2 separate regions of the Rattus norvegicus genome follow, and region 1 is linked to region 2. The links are chromatin contacts, called in public Hi-C maps. All regions are on one chromosome and are shown on one strand. Each heading gives the region's core, a stretch centred on a gene start, on an enhancer-like site or on the middle of the called end of the contact. The rest is flanking DNA. Distances are from core to core; before and after follow the strand shown. Region 1 has its middle 12 kb from the start of Kcng3. Region 2 overlaps Mta3 (metastasis associated 1 family, member 3).

Evidence for each region. A called contact is a pair of places that touch in the nucleus more often than the background predicts.
Region 1: a Hi-C map of kidney shows a contact between it and region 2, with 2.9 times the contacts expected there. The contact joins two enhancer-like sites. A contact is called at or near these places in 3 of 12 Hi-C or Micro-C datasets (kidney, liver and mammary epithelial cells).

Annotation. Positions count from the first base shown.
Region 1 is chr6:16,789,305-16,795,186 of GRCr8, reverse strand. No RefSeq gene overlaps it. Among named protein-coding and RNA genes, the nearest start is that of Kcng3, 12 kb to the left of the region's middle. Within about 2 kb of position 2,561, at least 2 of the 93 cell types and tissues checked have an H3K27ac peak or open chromatin away from gene starts, as enhancers often do. A contact at or near this core is called in kidney, where this site is marked.
Region 2 is chr6:16,675,728-16,681,297 of GRCr8, reverse strand. Mta3 (metastasis associated 1 family, member 3) reads left to right here. Exons shown (of 17, transcript NM_001106705.2): 7 at 1-34; 8 at 3,419-3,518. Among named protein-coding and RNA genes, the nearest start is that of Mta3, 61 kb to the left of the region's middle. Within about 2 kb of position 2,962, at least 1 of the 93 cell types and tissues checked has an H3K27ac peak or open chromatin away from gene starts, as enhancers often do. A contact at or near this core is called in kidney, where this site is marked.

The sequences.
Region 1 (5,882 bases), core at 1,312-3,811, 110 kb before region 2:
AAAGACGTTTTCACAATGAATGAAGTCTCCCGCTGAGTTCTATTCATTCCGCAAAGAGTAGAAGGGCCTTTACCAGCATTAATGAACCAAGATTAGCTGGTTTAGGAGTCAGCTTTCAAAACACCTGCAGTTTTTACCCTTCTCCCAGCAATCTCTTGCCTGCCCACAATCCCAGCCTTCCTTCCCAAGCCCAGGGCTATCAGCTCTGCCTCAGGAACTACTGAGCCTGCGGTTGGCTGCAGCGTTTCCGGTAATGATCTTCCCATCGTAGATGCAGCCAGATTAGCATCAGCCCCTCTTCAACGGCAACTCTATTTCCCCCCAAAGTGCAGGAGTTAAAATGAAATCTTCAGAGTATTTTATTTAAGAGTCTCAGTTCCGTATTATCTGGCTTGGGAACGAGTTGTTCGGTTTTGGTTTGAGGGTGGGGGTTGAGAGAAGATCTCACTGTAGCTCTGGCCTCAAGCTCCATCAGCTTCAACCCCACCCCACCCCCGTGCTGGCTGGCATCACCCCAGTGCTGGGTTTCTGATTTATGTGTTTTTGTTTGTTGAGGTGGGATCCCAGGTAGCTCAAGGTGGGCTTGAGTTCCTTGTTTAATTGAAGATGACCTTGAACTCCTCATCTTGCTGCTGTCACTTCCCGGGTGCTGGCATTGCAGTGTTTGGTGGGAGAGAAAAATCACTCAGTTCTGGTGTGTGATCCCGTTGTCTTTCTCTGGGAAGAAACCACGAGCCTCAGTTTGCTGATGTTCCAACAGGTTAGCAGAAATAACTCAGTGGAAAGGTGCCTGTGCATCCAGAACATCGGCTTTCAACCTGTGGGCCACCACCCGTGGAGGGGTTGCATATCAGACATCCTGCATGTCGGATGTTGACATCATGATTTATAACAGTAGCCAAAGTACAGTTTAAAAGGAGCAGCAATGGGGCTGGGGGTTTAGCTCAGTGGTAGAGCGCTTACCTAGGAAGCGCAAGGCCCTGGGTTCGGTCCCCAGCTCCAGAAAAAAAAAAAAAAATTAAAAGGAGCAGCAAAATAATTTTATGGTTGGGGCTCACCACAATATGAGGAACTATGAAACGGCGGAAGCGTTAGGAAGGTTGAGAACCACTGATCTGGAAGGTTTGCAGATAGTTTCTGTTCTAAGAAGGGGGTCTCAGTGTTGCTCAGGCTACCCTCAAACATCGGGATTTGGTTGATTCTCAGCCCACTCAGGAATGGGTACGTCAGCACCTGGAACTAACCAGGAGCCGACCACTGCTTTAGACAGGGTTGTTGTTACTGTTATATTTGTGTGGAGGGCAGGGTATCTTTATAGAGGCCAGAAGACAATTTGTGGGAGTCATTCTCTTCCAACCTGTGTGGAAATCAGGTAAGTAGGCTTCCAGTGAGCATCTTTACCCCCTAAGCCGTCTCCACACCACCAATTTATTTCATTAATTTATTTATTCATCCATTAATTTTTTTTTCTTTTTTTTCGGAGCTGGGGACCGAACCCAGGGCCTTGCGGTTGCTAGGCAAGCGCTCTACCACTGAGCTAAATCCCCAACCCCCATCCACTAATTTCTTGAGATGGTGTCTTAGTTAGGGTTTTGCTGCTGTGAAGAGACACCATGACCAAGGCAACCCTTATAAGAGCAACATTTAATTGGGGCTGGTTTACAGGTTCAGAGGTCCAGTCCGTTATCATCAAGGCGGGAGCATGGCAGCATCCAGACAGGCGTGGTGCAGGAGGAGCTGAGAGTTCTACATCTTCATCCTAAGGCTGCTAGCAGAAGACTGGCTTCCAGGCAGCCAGGATGAGGGTCTTAAAGCCACACCCACAGTGACACGCCTACTCCGGCAGGGCCACACCCCCTAACAGTACCTCCCTGGGCCAAGCATATGCAAACCACCACAGATGGGTTCTCCTGCAGCTCTAGCTAGCCTAGAGCTCCCTATTTAAACCAGGCTAGCTTTCAACTCACAGAAAACCTTCTGCCTCTGCCTTCTGAGTGCCGGGGTTAAAGATGTGAGCCACTACGCCTGGTTTTTAGTTGTGGTTTTTAGAGACGACCCTGAAAAGCTTCATTTTTGTTACTATAAGCCTGAATCAGGTCTGGGTCAGGGAGCAGAGCCCGTGGCTCACCAAGCCAGGCGATGAGTACCTGCTGTAACTCTCCTGTGGTAGCTCTCTTGCCGTGACCCTCCCAGCTTTGCAGGATTCTTCCATGCAGCCCCCTGGGTGACTTAAGTGTCTGTCTGGAAAAAAAATCACCTTTTCTGGCCGAAGTAGCCGAGCCCTCTGCTTAAAGTTTGCTAGGACTTTGTCTTCCAAGTAGGATTTGTTTTCTTCTCCAGAGGGAAGTAATCACAAACAGGAATCTGTGTAGCCAAGAGGCTTTTGTACCCTTTCACTGGCTTCTCTCGTGATGGATGAAGCTGCAGGAACAGTCAGAGTACATGTCAGTGTAAATCTCAGAAGAGAAGAAAATAGGCTCGCCAAGTCCTCCGAGGACGCCCGGGCATCCCAGCCTCCAGGTTCACAGTGCGTTGAACTTGGACAGTTGTAGAGGGATTAGCAAGCCCTCGGTAGCTGTTCCAGTGGCCCGTGTCGATAGCAATGGACGCTTGTGGAAAGACAAATGGTGTGTAACTTCTGCTGAGTCATGTTTCGTCAAGACTCGCAGTTTACGGCTCGCTGTACTTTCAGCCCGGTAGCCAACTTCAGGAGTGAGATTTATATCCTGTATAGATTAGACATCACCGAGGCATCCAGAGTTACAAGGCCAACGGGAACCCCAATTTTAATAATGCCAAGAAAACTATATTTTCCCAGACTATGAAAATGGGAGGTATACAGTAATAGTGCTCTGTCATTGGACTCAGGCCTCTGGGGGAGGTGGGGGTTAGAGGAATGTTTAGGCTGCCCTCAATTTTATAGACTAGCTAAATCAATGACAGAGAGGCTGTGGTCCCCAGCTGCTCCTCCAGAGAACATCTCAGCTCACCTTTGCCTGGGGGAGGCTCTCATTCTTGGAGTATGATTTAGACTATCTGACCTTCGCTCAGAATTTCAGAAAGAGTTAGGCAGGCATTGAGTGTGGGTCAGTCAGTCTCAGTTGAACAAATGTTCTCTCTCAAAGCCCTCCCCCAACTCATTCTCTCGCCCTCCCTCCCTCTCTCCCTTTCCAGTCCTGTACTGAAGTGGACTGAAGGGTGTCCACTCCCACGTGAAGCTGGCCTTAAATTCATTCTGTAGCCCAGGCTGACCTCAGAGTTTTGATGGCCCTGCCTCAGCCTCCTGAGAAATTGTGATAACAGACATGTACCACCAACCTGTGCTAAAACAAATGTCTTGAGACCTGGACCTCCATCCCAGCCCTTTCTCTCTTTGTTGTTTTGGGTTTTTTGAGAGTGGGTTTCTCTGTGTAACCCTGGCTGTTTTCTAACTCACTTTGTAGACCAGGCTGGCCTCAAACTCACAGAGATCCTCCTGCCTCTACCTCTGCCTCCCAAGTGCTGGGATGAAAGGTGTGAGCCACCACTTGAGCGGAACATCTCTTGATGCTGACCTCAGTCAGACACAAGCCTTTCTTGTGGCTGCACCGTTCAAATAGATTGATGCTCTAAACACCCAGCGAGAGTGACAGAGTACCAGATGCTCCAGGTCTGAGGTCGGCAAACTATTACCCGCCTTTTTCTTTCTTTTGCAATGCTAGAGATAAAACCCAGGGCCTCACCAATCCTAAGTTCAGCTATGTCTCCACTGTCGTTTTATTTATTTGCTAAGTTATTAAGTTGGCTCGGTTTTTTTTTTTTTTCATTATGCATCCATGATTAACCTTGAACTCAAAGCAATACCCCTGCCTCAGCCTGCTAAGTGCTGGAATTACAGGCCTGGTTCCAATGACCGATTTTCCAAAACTTGTAGTAGTAGCAGTAGCAGTAGTAGTAGTAGTAGTAGTAGTAGTAGCAGTAGTAGTAGCAGTAGTAGTAGTAGCAGTAGTAGTAGCAGTAGTAGTAGTAGCAGTAGTAGTAGCAGTAGTAGTAGTAGCAGTAGTAGTAGTAGTAGTAGTAGCAGTAGCAGTAGCAGTAGTAGCAGTAGTAGTAGTAGCAGTAGTAGTAGCAGTAGTAGTAGTAGTAGTAGTAGTAGCAGCAGCAGCAGCAGCAGCAGCAGCAGCAGCAGCAGTAGTAGTAGTAGTAGTAGTAGTAGTGGTGGTGGTAGTAGTAGTGTGTAAAGGGAGGCGAGAGAGATGTATGTGACTTACATGTGGAGATTTTTTTTGAGTCAGTTTTTTCTTACCTTTGTGTGGGTTCTAGGGCTCAAACCCGGGTTACCAGACCTGCAGAGAAAGTGCCTTTCACACACTGAGCCACCTTTCTGGCTCCTGCTTCTCTAAATAATGTTTTTTCTAAATACAGTTTATTTAAACATCTCTACACCCATCACTCATTTCTGTTAGTATTTATAAGGATGCTACCTCACAGGTAGGCTTGACTAGGTGAGATAGTGACTACACAGCCTTCAACTCCTCAGCATTTACTCTCTGCCCTTTGTGGAGATAAAACAGTCATCATTCCATCTCTAGAAGAAAATTAGGGCACGGATACACGCATGCACATACGCACACACACTGCAGGTTAGAGGAAAGAAATGAACCTTCCCTGGAGAGCCACTAGGAGGCATACATGAGAAGAGCAAAGGTCACACCAAGAAATTGGAGCCTCAGAGCCTCTGGCCAATCAGAGAAAGACTCCTAGCAAGTTACATCCACATGAGGTTTGTCAAGGACTCTGGGAAGGGCGGGGCAGGGCTCCAGATGCCAGTGAGCTCTCCCAATCCTGCTGCTATTCCATAGCAGGTCGCAGACAGAATGGGAGTGTGGGAAATGCAGGCTTGCAATATGAAAACAGGCAAAGTGTGGTTATCTTCCACAGTCGTTCTTCCCTTACTCCTCGACATGGTACACACTCTAAGAGTAGGCTAGGCAGCTGAGAGAGTCGCTGTGTAGACTCAAGTCCCTACGGTCTTTGAAAACAACTGTGCTTTTTGTTTGGTCGTGTTTTGTTGTTGTTTCGTGACAGGGTCTCTCTGTGTATTCCTGGCTGTCCTAGAACTTCCTCTGTAGACCAGGCTGGCCTCTAAAAAAATCCACCTACCTCTGACTCCCGATTAAAGCCATGTGTTGCCACCACCACCTGTGTGTGGTTGTTTTGCATGTTTTCCCAACACTGTGTGACCAACCTAAGGCTCTGCCTGTCTACCACGGAGCTGCATTCCAGAACCCCCATGTTCAGTGTTATAGTTTCTGTAAAGCCTCAGTGTGCACTTGGGAGAGGGATCGGGCTGGGGTTCAGGGTGTCAGCAGTAGGAAGGATGCACAAACAACAGGGGTTTGTCTCCTTATGATCCCAACTTTTTCAAGAGCATAGAAAACGGACCTGCTTTCTTGAAACTTCTTGAGAGGTTTCTCTGGCTTGGGATTCCAGCCCAACCCGGTAACACACTCTCCTTCCTTATCAATGGCTGGGCAGGATTAAAACGTTTACAGGCGTGCAAACTCCAGGACTCATTTTAGAAAATGGCTTTGCCCTTGCATCAGGGGAGGGGAACAGGCTGCAGGAACTGAGTCCTAAGACAGTAAATACAGATGCACCATCTCCTGGTATCAGCCCACGGAGCCAGCTCCTCCACATGCTGCTTAAGCAGCTCCCGTGTCTCTGTCTGTAACAACTACTCTGCGCTGTGGCGTAAGTCACTCCATTTGTGCGATGGGTTTGTTGTTATAGTTTGTTTGAGAGAGGGCCTCCTTAGCCCCGGCTGGCCTTCACTTCCACAGGCAATGGAGAATGACCTAGAACTACTGATCCTCATGCTTCTCCCCCTCCAGGGCTGGAAT
Region 2 (5,570 bases), core at 1,713-4,212:
ATCGACAGATTGACCAGTTTTTAGTTGTAGCCCGGTGAGTATGCCACTATAGAGTCAAGTCTTTATGTGAAAGCACTTACGCTTATGGACAGTTCTTTTTAAAAAGGACTTGTTATTTTTATTTTATGTGTATGATTCTTTACCTGCGTGTATGTAAATGTATATATGTGTGTGCCTGTTGCTTTTGGAGGCCAGAGAGGTTATCGGTTATCCTGGAACTAAAGTTACAGACGGTTGTGAGCTGTCATGTGGGTGCTGAGAATCGAATCCAGGTCCTGTGAGAGCAGCCAGCTCCGCAGTCTTCGTTTTCTCCCTTCCTTTCTTCCCCCTCCCCACCCCTCTTTTAAGGTCAGGTCTCACTGTGGATGTGGCACTGACTCTGTGCTCAGGAAACTCTCCGAGTGGTAGATTGTTGAGGAGGCCTGAAGTTTTCCAGTTTTATTTACATCCTGGTTTTTTTTTTCTTTCTCCAACTATGTATATTATTGACTTATATGAAATGGGAACAATGAAATGGGTAAACAAAACCTCCAAATACCAAATCTAAATAAAAATTAGAATCAATGGTTTTTAGTTTTTGTTGTTTTTTTTTTTGTTTTTCCCACACAGGATCTCATTCTGTTATAGTCAAACTGTCCTCAAACTTGTAGCAATCCTCCTGTCTCAGCCTCCTGGATGCTATGAGTACAGGTTATTCCACACTATGCCCAGCACCTGTTCCAACCACATTACTGCAGTTGTAGCCTCCACCATCTCCTGTCCCACCTTTATAGCGCTGGTTCGTGGCCTCAGGTACACGTCCTGTGCTCTGTGGTTGAGTCCCCGCACCCTGCAGCTGTAAAGTGCTAAGGGCGCGTGTAGGTATGGAACAGTCAGCATTGTCTGGTCCACCTAGTGGGAATATAAACTGGCACAGCTACTTTGAAAGACTGTTTGCTGTTGATTCCCACACATCCTGCATCTCTCTCTCTGCCAATTCCTCATACAGGAGAAAAGCATCCTGGGCACTGGAGGATGTGCATGCAAAAGGCTTTAGTAGCAGCCGTCACAGCAGCTCCACTGTGGTGATGTCCGGGTGGAGATGTGATATTTATTGTCCAGTTGGAGAGGTTAGGAGGCAAGAGAGGCCATTTCAGAGGAAATGTATTAATATCACTCCAACAACTTAGACACCTTTAAGCGGATTTAAACAAGGGGAGAAGTGTGCAGCCATGTGAGGGGCTGTAATCGACCCAGAGCCCGGAAGGCAAATGCCAGATTTGGAGTTGGATGCTGTCCGAGCTGCCACACCACATTCCAAGTGAGCCTGTGCCACAGAGACCTGACCTCAAACAGCAGCGTGTCTGATGCGTGTGCGGAACACTCAGCTGTGGTCTTAGCATCCTGGTGGTGCCAGTAATGACAGCGCACACCTATAGTTCCAACACTTGGGAAGCTATGGGCTGGCCTCAACTTCACAGTGAGAGCCTGGTACGGTGTCATTTTTGTATCTGCGGTTATTATTAGCTTTTGTTTGTTTGAAACAGGGTCTCACTGTGTAACCCTGGCTGGCCTGGAACTCACAGAGATCCTCTTGCCTCTGACTCCCAGACTGAAGACCTGAGTCACCACAGTCAGCCATGTTGATCTGTTTGTTTGTTTGTTTGTTTGTTTGTTTGTTTGTTTTTGAAGTTGCAGTGGTTGGTCCTTTTGGGAGGAGTGTGGGAAGGGTTGACCACCTTCTAATTCTTCACGTGGGAGTTGGTTGGACCCTGGCCACATTGACTCTGTGAGAACCGAGTATCTGTATAGTATGGTAGGGCTTTTTATTACCGATCAGATTTTAAGTAAACTGAGGTGAAGAAACACCTTCCCCAGCTCTCACATTTAGCAAAGCAGGCAGCCCATGCATCCTGCACCCGTGGGATTAAGTAAGGCTCCTTGCACACACAAAGGCTCTAGATTATTACAAATGGAAATCGGTGCTGTGGAAGTTGCTTCTTAAAAAGGATGTAGTAAAAAAAAATGTATTATTTTGAGTCTCCACAGGAAGGGGTTTCTGTTATAACATTCTATGTGAGAAACGTTCCTGGGATTCCACGGTTGGTATTTAGAACTTGCTTCACGGTGGTAGTCAAACTCTCAGTTCATTTCCTTTTCCTATTTTTGAGCACGTCTGAATACCAAATGATCTGTCCCGCGGCATTTTAGACTCCATCTTCCTTTCCTTCTCTATGACCACACAGGTTTGGGGTTTTTTCAGTTTGGTTTTTTTCTCCTTGCTTGAATGATAATTACCCACATACGCGTAAGTGCTTGGAACCAGAACTTTTCACAGTCCAGGTTTGTGGTTTGTTTCGGATTTGGCATCTGCCTGTGTGATGAGCTGTCTTGGGGATGGGTCCCCAGACTAAACATGAAAATCGTTTGTTTCATACGTATTATATAGAGCTTGAAAGGAAGTTCATACAATACGTTTTTGTTGTTTTGTTTTCAGATAGGGTCTCGCCATGTAGCCTTGGCTGGCCAGGAACTCACTATGTAGACCAGGCTGGCTTCCAACTCATAGATATCCTCCTGCCTCAGCCTCCCTAGCACTGGGATTAAAGGGATTTGCCACCACACCATCCTTCATGCAGATGAGGTTGTACAGGAAACAAAGTTTAGAACAGAATTATTTATGGTGTCACATCAGTACTCAAAGGTTTGGAATTTTTGAAAATTTTACTTCTCAGGATTACTCAGTCTGTGTTAAACTTTAAACAAGAAAAATACCTTTCAATTGATATTTAATTCCGAAACATCCAACAATTTGTTTTTCCTTTCTTTTAGAGTTAATTATTTACTAATTTACTATCCAAAAGTGTAGTCGTCCTCCCTGGTTTCTGCTTCAGTTCCTGCTTCCAGTTAAAACATAAAGGCAGGGAGGGGCTGGCCCACAGCTTCCTCTGTCAGTCAAGCTTATGCTGGTAAAGCATGAAGGCCTAAGTTCAGTCCCTCAGACTTGTATGTGCTGATGTGGGCTTGTAAGCCCTGTGCTGTGGAGGCAAGTGGGGACACCCTGACTTGCTGTCCTAGATGTAAGCCCTTAGGTTCTAGTGTGAACAACTCTCTCAAAAATAAGGGGACAGCTCCTACCAGTAATGCTGGAGCTGACCTCTGCTTTCTGCATGTGTGCACACATATACATATGGCTTGGCATTTCCCATAACACACACACACACACACACACACACATCACACACACATCACACACACAGGCACACACAAACACACACCAGACACAAAGGCATACACACAGGCGCACATACATACAAGCACACACACATATAGGCACACACAGACACCCTTCTCACACACTAAATGTAAAACAGAGAGTTTTTTAAAAAATTAAAGGAGTACCTGGCTCACTGTTCTCAACTGTGTTTGGCTTCCTCAGTGCCGTGGGAACATTTGCCCGTGCCCTGGATTGCAGCAGCTCTGTGAGGCAGCCCAGCCTGCATATGAGCGCGGCTGCGGCCTCCCGAGACATCACCTTGGTAAGAAGCCTTTTGCCATTTGGGGTAATCTTTGGCTGCTTGCTCAATTATAACCATTCCGTAGAATCGGAGATCTTTGGCTGTTAGCCGTTGACTATGAAGTTGACTCAGGTTAGCAGTTGGTTAACTGGGCTCCTGAGTGACCTCTTGTTTGTGAGCTGGGACAAGTGAACAGTGTTAGGGAATGGGTGGAGAGTAGCAGGACGCTACTTGTTTGGTTTCTTCAGGCTTTGTGCTTTTCCCTGTTCATCTATCTGCTTGGCCTTAGGTCACTGACAGTATTTTATTCTTTTTTATACAGAAGGGGTCACTGTTGCTATCACTATTGAGACTATCGCTGTGATAACCACATTTCAATTTGGGGGTGAATTTTTAATGTTCAAATATTGTGTTTTATTATATTCTTTTTTTTTTTTTTCGGAGCTGGGGACCGAACCCAGGGCCTTGCGCTTCCTAGGTAAGCGCTCTACCACTGAGCTAAATCCCCAGCCCCTATATTCTTTTTTTTAAAAAAAGATTTATTTATTTTATTTATATCAGTACACTGTAGCTGTCTTCAGACACACCAGAAGAGGGCATTGGATTCCATTACAGATGGTTGTGAGCCACCATGTGGTTGCTGGGAATTGAACTTGGGACCTCTGGGAGAGCAGGCAGTGCTCTTATCCACTGAGCCATCTCTCCAGCCCCTTATTATGATATTTTCATACTTGTTATACTTTGCTCATATTCAGGCATTTCACACACACTCCCAAGCACATCCAAATGTTTCTTTAAAAAAGAAAAAAAATTTGAGACAGGGGCTCATGTGATCAAGGCTGGCCTTGAACTCACTGTGTAGGTATGGGGGATGTTGAAACTCTGATCCTCCTGCTTCTGTCTCAGTGCCTGGATTATTTGGTGGTGGTTTTATTGCTGTTTTAATTTCACTTTTTGTTGTGTGTGTGAGTGCATGGTGCACGTAAGTGAATGAATATAGCACGGTGTTGAGTATGAAGAGTTAAATTTCAAAAAGTTAGTCTCAAACAAAGTCCAGACATGCCTGAGAGAATTTGAGATAGGGCTCACCAGCCCGACTATCAGCTCCCAAGGACACTGGCCATCTGGAGCCACCCCCTCCCCTTCCTTCACTCCCTGAGGATGGGTCATCCCCCTGCTGCAGTGAGATGAGTTGCCCTGCCCACATTGCTGAGATGCTAGATTACACGTATGCTTTGTTGATGTAACTCCGTGCCAAAAGTAACTGTGCACCCTTTGTATTAGCCAATAATGTGTATCCACACGAAACCCCTGGTTTTCCCTATATAAGCTCCTGCCTAGAGAGGCTCGGGGCTTGACTCAATCTCCTGTGTGGGATACGTCAGCCCGAGATCTTGTAAATAAAACTGCCTCTTCAGGGTAACCTGAAACTCTTGAGCCTGAGACACTCTCCTGCCTGCAGAGTCATCCAGATGCAAGATCAGCCATCGCACCTGGCTGAAGACTATGAAAGAAGCATTTTAAACAAACCTGTGTATATGTCTGTGTACTTACTAGAAGACCTACTTTTATTATTATGTTCATGACCTGTGGGTGTGGAAGTTAGATGAGCCTAATCCTCCTGCCTCCACCCTTTTGTGCTAGAATCCCAGGTGTGTACCAGTGTATAATAACAGGCTTACTGCTATTATACACCTTCTGAGAAGGCGACTTCTGACTCTCCAGTGTTTCCATCACTGCTTGTTTGTTAAGAGTTCACTTTATCACATTATTTTCAAAATTACAGTGATATAAATAAGTGTATTTGTTTAGAGACAGTCTCGCTATGTGCCTGGCTGGCCTGAACTCAGTCTGTAGACCAGACTGGCCTTGAATCCACAGAGAATACACTTGCCTCTGGCTCTGCCACCCTGGGATTAAAGGCGTACGCCATCACATACACCCAGCTCATTACTACAACCATTAAAAAAAAACAGAAGTAGACCTGGAGGCGCAGGCAGCTGTGGGCTGTACTGCTGAATCATATCCATTCTTGTCTCTACCAAGGCCTTTCTTGTTCCACCAGCTTTCTTT